2 separate regions of the Zea mays genome follow, and region 2 is linked to region 1. Evidence: chromatin contacts called from public Hi-C data. All regions are on one chromosome and are shown on one strand. Each heading gives the region's core, a stretch centred on a gene start, on an enhancer-like site or on the middle of the called end of the contact. The rest is flanking DNA. Distances are from core to core; before and after follow the strand shown.

The links. A called contact is a pair of places that touch in the nucleus more often than the background predicts.
Region 2: a contact with region 1 is called in a Hi-C map of ear, with 3 times the contacts expected there. The contact joins the promoter of LOC103641333 here to the promoter of LOC103641319 in region 1. A contact is called at or near these places in 3 of 25 Hi-C or Micro-C datasets (ear, endosperm and tassel).

Annotation. Positions count from the first base shown.
Region 1 is chr10:85,198,484-85,202,572 of Zm-B73-REFERENCE-NAM-5.0, forward strand. LOC103641319 (calcium/calmodulin-regulated receptor-like kinase 1) reads left to right here and starts at 2,101. Exons shown (of 8, transcript XM_008664670.4): 1 at 2,101-2,413; 2 at 3,318-3,742. The coding sequence starts at 3,420.
Region 2 is chr10:85,907,937-85,912,025 of Zm-B73-REFERENCE-NAM-5.0, forward strand. LOC103641333 (zinc finger CCCH domain-containing protein 55) reads right to left here and starts at 2,290. Exons shown (of 5, transcript XM_023301210.2): 1 at 1,968-2,290; 2 at 1,222-1,325.

The sequences.
Region 1 (4,089 bases), core at 851-3,350:
TGAATTGAAATTAAGTTAGTTTAACTTACATCCCAATCCACCTCAATTCATGTATATTAAGGTAAATAATAGAATATCCAAATAAATAGGCTCTGAAAATCCCTATTACGTACTGTATGCCTTAAGATGGATAAATTTATCACCTTGTATTGTTAACGAATAAGTTTCTCAGCACAAGAAGCGTAGCTATTTACTAGTGTTCACGGGAACATTTATTGTACTATATGTACTAAGATGCATTAATATAGGTTGTACAAATATATCGGCACCCCCCGTACGTCAGGAAGCTTCCGTTGCGTTTCACCCATTCAATTTATCCATTCTGGACTCCTGGTGCCTGGGTAGGGATGACAATGGGTACCCGAAACCCGATAGGTAAAAATCCTATTAGGGCACGGGTATGACGGATTTTGATATCCATGGGTATTTTATTGGGTCATTTGTTATGTCCATCGGGTATGGTGGGCGTGGATATGTTCTCTGTTGCCCCATACCCGCTACCCGATGGGGAACCCGCTAATATATTACACGTGGGTCCGGATTTATATGTCTCATATAAAATGAATGCTATGTTTTATCCACGGTTTTGTAGAATCAATGTTATGTTTTGTGTGATTTGAAGGCATGATATTGTCATTTAATGTTGAATATTGTTGAACCTATGATAAAATTATGTTGGGTTCGATACATTTGTTATGCTGGTACTTATTTTTGCGATTCAAATGATCATGTCTATTGTAATGTTAATGGGTATGAGTACCTGATGGGTACCCGCTACCCATGGTGGGTATGGGTATGGCGTAATTTTGTACTCATGATAGGTAGTGGGTATGAGTATGAGCTAATTTTTTCTTAGTGGGTATGAGTATGACTTCATATGCCCAGTGGATACTATACCCACTGCCATCCCTATGCCTCGGGCAGGGGAAGAAGGAAGGAGGGGGGAGCAGTTTGGTTAATTTTTAGTTGCAGCGCCGAGCGCACGCCTCGAAGCCGGAAAGGTCGCTCCGTGCTTTCTTCAGTGGGTTGCTGCTTCGATACATTTTCAGCATCAACTGACTTTAGCCTAACTAAATATCGAGCACCATTTAATTTATGACCCTAGAGTACGCACTAAATAAGGACTCAAAGAAATATTTCGATCTTTTGTCGAAGGAAAAAGGTTTTGTTTCCGCCCATTATTTATGCATAATTAATATGTTTCAATCATTTTATGATGGTTTATGCTATATTTAAACTGGTCGTCATGTCCGATCTCAACGCGTCTATCATGTAACTTACATAAAAACATGTCATATGCCAAGTAAAAACCTACAATTTCAGCCCTCGCGTCGTCTGAAGAGGCTCGGGCGGGTATCGAACCCTACCCACCACCACTACCTCTTCCTCCCCTCTCTGCTTTGCTGCCACCAGAGTAAGCAGCCGAAAGGTCTCGACCGACTTGCGATGGTGGTGGTAGTGGGGTCCTTCTCGTGCCATCGCGACTTCATGCCTCACAGTAGTGGCGGGCAGCGGCGCCACGACAGGTGCATGTGCCGACGCTCCTCCCCTCTCCTTCTCAGTCAAACAACTACAATCTCGAATCGAACATAACTAATCCTAAATTTACCAAATCGAAACTCATGTACCTCAATCGATGATCAGACAACTCTGCTCCGTTGACACCTGACAGCCTCGTCTGCATGGGACATCGGCTTTCTCGCGTCATTTGCTTACATGTGCGGGCGTATCACTAGTATATGAGTATACATGTCCAAATAGATCTGCCCTGCTAAGTGGCCTGTAACCCGGTCTGTCACGATCGTCGTGCTATGTCTGAATCTTAGATGTGGCATGATAGGCTAGATTGGACACGTCTAGATTTAATGTTCCCTACTTTTTATAAAAAAAATATTTATATTATACTTGATTATAGAGTATAAAACATAAAAATATATATGTTCTGTTTGTTAGGTGGACGTGAATATATTTAGAGTCACAATCATTATTCAAATCCTTGTTAATGCATAATTTTACGGAAGGAGATGTGCACTGCATTTACGAAAATACCCTTGGTTCTCCTTCCTGGTTTTTCTTTCCGAACTTCTGTTCTTTTTCGTTTGTTTCTCCGTCATGTTTGGTAGCTTTATTCTTAACAGGAAGTTACACTCCCCTGCCAAAAGTCGAGGTCGTCGTCTTTCCCTCGCCTCTCTCTCTCTCTCTCTCTCTCTCTCTCTCTCTCTCTCTCTCTCGAAACCCACGTGAAGCCTGAGCGCCGAGGCCTCCCCTCCGTCCACCGATCCCGCCGCTCCCCTCCATCCGCATTCCTGGCCACGAGCCGTGAAATCGGGATCCGCTGCGGCCGCTGATCCCGACGACGAGCCCGGATTCGCCCGCCGGCCCCATGGGTCCCGTCTTCTCCGGCCGCATTTGGGTAAGCCGTAAGCCTTGCTTCGCTCCTGCGTTTCTTGTCCGGGTTCGGCTCTGATCTGCCGTTCCTTGTTCGTTCCTCAGCTCGAGGAAAATCTCCTCTCCGGTCTGTCTAGTCTAGCTGCTAGACCGCTCTCTACCTTGCTATATCTGTGGGTTTAGGATCTGTTCCTTGCTTCAGCTTCCGATTGTCTCCCAATCACTCCTCTTTTCGTCCCCTTTTTTTGCTCAGATTATCGTGTTGTGATGGTGCTTAAGTGTCAGAGGAGGGGAAAGGGGGCACCTTATATTTGGCGTTGGCGGTTTTATTAGTGTTTGTGGAGACAAGCGCAAAGGGAGTAATTTTGTTTTTAATGTAAGTTCATCTCCTCCGCTGGCCTTTCCAGTCGATCGAAAGCTCATTGTAATAAAGGAAGCAATTTTGACGTGCGTGTAACTCTCGCGATTAAGGGACGATGGAGATTTTTGATGCGCTAGTAGAGAGTCCAGGAACTCCGATTGATACTTTTGGATTGGTGGCGTTAGAGTCTACGAGGTGGTTCATCTGAAAAAAAAAACAAGTAAACAACTGCCTCCTGTCCCTCCCTCCCTCCCTTAAAGGTTTGACGAATGAGGAAAGCGATGCCTCAGTTCGGATGTTCTGTTCACCAAATATATCCAACTCGTCTCTGTCCTGTCCAGGTCCAGCTGTGGTTTTGTATGTGACGCGTCCCATCGCCGTGGTCACCGTTTTTCACTTCTTGATGTGATATGAGCTGAGACGGCAAAGTTTGACTAAATATTGCTGTAACTCTTCGCTTTTTTTTATCTATATCGAATATTGGTTTAACTTGCAGATTCTCACTAACGAACAGAGCCACATGTTCTGACAATTCCAACTTACTTCTGTTCATTGCACTTCTTGGCAGGACATATAGCCGTCGCGCGCTCTTCTTCCTGGGTGGAGCGTCCATGAGGTGGAAGCAGCAGCGTCCCTAGTGCCAGGGTCTGTCGGCTGAGTGCGGGGGAGAATGAAAGGAGTGTCCGAAGGCCTGATCATCGGGACCACGGTCGGGGTGGTCATAGGCGTGCTGCTGGCTCTCGGGACGCTGCTGTGCCTGAGGCGGCGTCGGCGTTCCCAGACGCAGATAAGGAGCAGCAGCTCGAGGAGGGCGTCGACTGTCCCCATCCGCACCAATGGCGTTAACGCCTGCGCCATGCTCTCGAACTCGACCACGGGGCAGGAGTCTCCGACTCCGCGGGAGCTCGAAGAGCGTGGGAGTTCTCTGTGGATCCAAGGGCCAGGTAGAAAGAGCGTGATCTCTGCTTCTGGGGTACCCAGATATGCGTACAAGTATGTTTCGTGAATTCTTGTTGTTGTTTTTTTGACTAATTTGTTTAGCAAATGATCGGTTTTGTTGCGTGATAGATAAGTCGGTTAGTTACTGCATCCTTTGTTTAAATCCACTTAATATATTGCTGCTGAAACGTTCGAGGATGACTTCATGGAAGTGGTTTCCATCAGAATGTTTGATGTGAGGAATGAACAGGCTTGTCTCTAGACTCTAGTTAAACAAGAGTGAAGGGTAGATGGGAACATCTGTCATAAGAACTTAAATAAAAAGGATGTTAAATGTCAAAGTAGCACAAACATGTGGACGTAGAGATCTCACGAGGTGAAATCCAATTTGGTTTGAACTG
Region 2 (4,089 bases), core at 1,040-3,539, 710 kb after region 1:
AAGGCAATTCTTCCCCCGCAAATGCCGAGAGACTGCTTCGAACCCGCGACCTAGTGACTCAGTGAGTTCTCACCACTGCACCAGACATAACCTTTTCCCAATCAAGACACATCAAATAAAAAAATATACTTTCGTGAACTTATCCCGTTACAACTCAAATAGTGCATACTGCATACAATCTTATCTTACAGGTAAAAAGAGAACTACAGTGCATGTTTTTTACACTCTCGAGACATCTACAAAATTGCCCTTCCTATCAAGAATATTTCAAGCAGCAACTACAGAAATCTTGGGCCGTTCAGCTTGTGCATCAACAAGTCGCATCAAAAAATTTCCCCCTCAACTAGAGTTGCAGAAGTTTTGCCAAACTTGGTGGCTACTTAAGGTTCAGTTGCTACTGGCTCTGATTGTCATGATCTGGGCACTGGTATTGTTAGCATTGCAATGAAGTTTCTCCCTCAACTGCTGTTTTCCGGCAATTTTGCCATCTTGGTGGCAATTAGCATTTCATTTGTTTCTTTAGATAATTGCTAGCTAGAGTCTTGATGACTAAACCAAAAGGCCAGAAACTCCAAAAAGTGGCATTTACAAATCCTTCCTGCATATGAGAAAGAATAATTCTATCAGCTCCCATGAATTCCTTCTGTTTACTCGCTACGACAACCATCTCTCAGTGACCTTTTTCGACACATGACAACCATAAGGTTAAATTGTCTAAAAAACTGTGTACCCACCAAACATAGTTAACGATGTGTCGGTGTTTCCTCTTTAACCATATAAAGTAGGAATGCTAAGTCAGTAAGGTTTTACAGAATTTTTTTTGTGTGCAAGATTTACATTATCCACGACAACAGTTTGATCAATGCTGACCTTGCAGGCAAACTCAAGAAAGTGAATCACGCTTTCTTCGCATTTCCTAAGGTGGGACATACTAAATGACCCATTCGGTCAATGATAATCACAAATAAAGACTACGGAACCAAACAAATACCCAAGTCACAACAAAACTGTAAAGATGCACTGCCACTGGATTCACTAGTCAATTACATGTTATCCATAAAGAGCAGTAGTTTAAATTGTCAGAGTGACGCTTACAAGAAGTCTTAGGGTGTCCCACGGAGCAAGTCAACAGACTACTAATCTAATCAGGAAAGGAACAGACCACACGATTTGCTTGTTGAGAGAGGAAGAAAGAGGCAGAAGAGTAGCATAGATACCAACCTTAATCGTACTTGGCAGTGTCCCAGAGATGATGAGTCAGACAGGCACCACAGCTCCGGATCTCCCAAAAGAAATCATGAGACCTAACAACGCTTACTTCCCATCTGCAGAAAAGGCACACAGAAGAGCTTGTTACAAACCATGAAAGACTCCAAACTTAACATGAAAACCTGGCAATAGAAAGCCAGACTGGGACCAACCAGGGACGAAATTCAGGCACGTATCCATGAAAGGCACTGACAAGACAAGATTACATCATGTGTGTGTGAATCACTAGTCTAGTCTACGGGACTGAGTCCTCAAGACTCGCAATGCAATGCAACGGCCTAATACAGATGCCTAACATATAATAAGCAACAGAAAGGTGCGAGATTTAATAGCATGCTCACACCAAAGCACGAAAGCACAGTGGATTTACAACAAGGGCCGCACGGAACGACGAAAGTCAGCCTAGGGTAACGCGACTCGAGCGTTCGGAGCAAAGGCAATTACTCGTATCAGCAGCAGCAAAACGCGCCCAACAGTAATGCATCCCCGCCGTTAGCAAACGAGGGGAACGCGCGTAAACCCTAGCTGGCAAATCTCGGACACTGTGGGGACCACAAAAACATCGGCTGCTTTGGTATAGAAATTGAGGATCAAAACTGGGGGCGATAGCTTGGGAGTGACGAAAAGAGAAGATCCCGCGAAGGGGTGCACGGACGAGGAATCCGTCGACGCAAGCCAAGGGGGCTAGGGTTCCTTACCGACTAGCGAAGGAAGCAGTCCGCGTGCGGGTGGATCTCCAGTTCTCCACCCGTCGGCGCCGCCGACCGGCCCACGCTATCCTGTAGCGGGAGGTGGAAAGGAGTGCGGCCAATTGCGTGGAGGCGAAGGTTGTGGCGGCGGGAGGGGGAGGCGGTGTGGCACGTCTCGGCGGCGGTCAGCTGGGGCAGGGGAACGGGGACTCGGGGAGGCGCTCGATCCGTTGGGGGCTTGGGGCTATGCCATATGATGAGCGTGCACGGCGGCTGACGGGGCTTTTCGTTCAGCTTTTTTTTTTTCAAGATTTTTACGAGTTTCTGTGTTTATTTTGAATAGTTTTACTAAATCAATTTTTTAGAAGCGTACTGAAAACTGAATCTTTGATAGTCCGAAACGGATTCTAGGGGCTAGAAGCTAAAAAAAATGAAACAAACACAACCAAGTGTGCTTCTCGCGAATTAGGCCGCCAATAACAAAATTTGAGAGACATAAAATAATACGATTTTAAGATGTTATGATATAATTGTATTATTTTTTACATTACTTTTAATACTATGTATTTGAAGACAAAGTATTTCAAACATATGCGTAATGCTAGTTATAGACAAAACTTTGGATTGGAATGTGGTTTCAAATACTCTAAAAATACTATAATATCTACAAAACCATGGTATTCAAAACTAAATTTATTTTACAATATAGACAAACACCTCTTAGAAAAAATATAAAAAAATTATTATATTAATCTTTAATATCATAGTTTTACCTCAAAACTTCAAACAAAAAATTTTCTTCCAAACATCCCTTAGGCCCCGTTTGTTTTCTTTCATTTTAAGGAATTGGAATCTTACTATTAGTATAGGCTATTTTTATTAGAATGTGACATTTCACCACTTTCCAAAGTTATCATATAAGCCTATCTCAAATTCATGGGGTGAGAGATGGAAATTGTTCTATAGATTTACATGCTATTTTTCCAATGTATTCCACCACTTTTCAAAGTTATCATATAAGCCTATCTCAAATTCATGGGGTGAGAGATGGAAATTGATTCTATAGATTTACATGTTGTTTTTCCAATGTACAACTTATAGCACACTCTTCTACTTGCTTCGTTATAATATGAATGTAGTATATAATTATCTCTCTCATATGATTTAAGATAATATACAAATATATTACATATATAAATATATGAACTTAATTAGTTTTGTCTAAATTATAATTATTAAAATGGAATTCAATTCCAACGAAACAAACGGGGCCTTAAAGTTATTTACTATGCAGCAGCATGTGTATCAGTATTTTAGATCAAATTTATGGATACGTATCCACTGTATATCCAATATCCATGTGCATCATAATTATAAGATATATGTGAGTAATATGTTAGTTCACTTAATTTACATTACAAGAATAGATGACTGGATCTTGTTTCTCTCGTTTTAAGAGCATCTGCAAGAGCTCCCCAGAAGTCTCCCCTAAATCCAGTTTTTTTAGGAAAAACACAAAAATGTGTCTCCAACAGTTTCCCTAAAGCGCTCCTAACTTTTTCATATCCCTTAAAACTCTCTCAATTGTAGCTACAAATGAGGGTTTTTTTAGGTTCCCAGAAACAATATGTTGTTTTAAGGAATCTGTTGGAGAAATGATTAAAATATACTCCACTAATTATTTAGATGTCCCTTAAAGCTGATTTTGAGAAGTCATTTTCTGGAGAGCTCTTGAAGATGCTCTAAAGGAAAGAATAGATGAGGGAAATGTTTGTGGCTGCATCATTTAGTTTGCATATTCTAGCAGGAATTCATCGAAGCGTCTGTTGGGGCGAAGGCGAACACGCTACCCTTCGCTTGATGCCTTCGTCGCCTCATCACTCCGACAAAGACTATATCCACAGAGCACGCCCGAGCAAGCCGAAGGTGTCGATTGGATGAAGACCGACGTGGTCCCTCTTCGTCCTCTCCGTTGCAAGACGAAGGCTCTGTCGAAGTCTACTAGTCTCGCGTCCTCACCGCACCGGGAGGCCCATGCGAGATTCGGCCCACTGTAACGGGCCACGCGCGGACAAGCGCATTACGGGCCGCGTCTGTAATAGCCTTTACTGTAATGACTGTCTGTAACCTC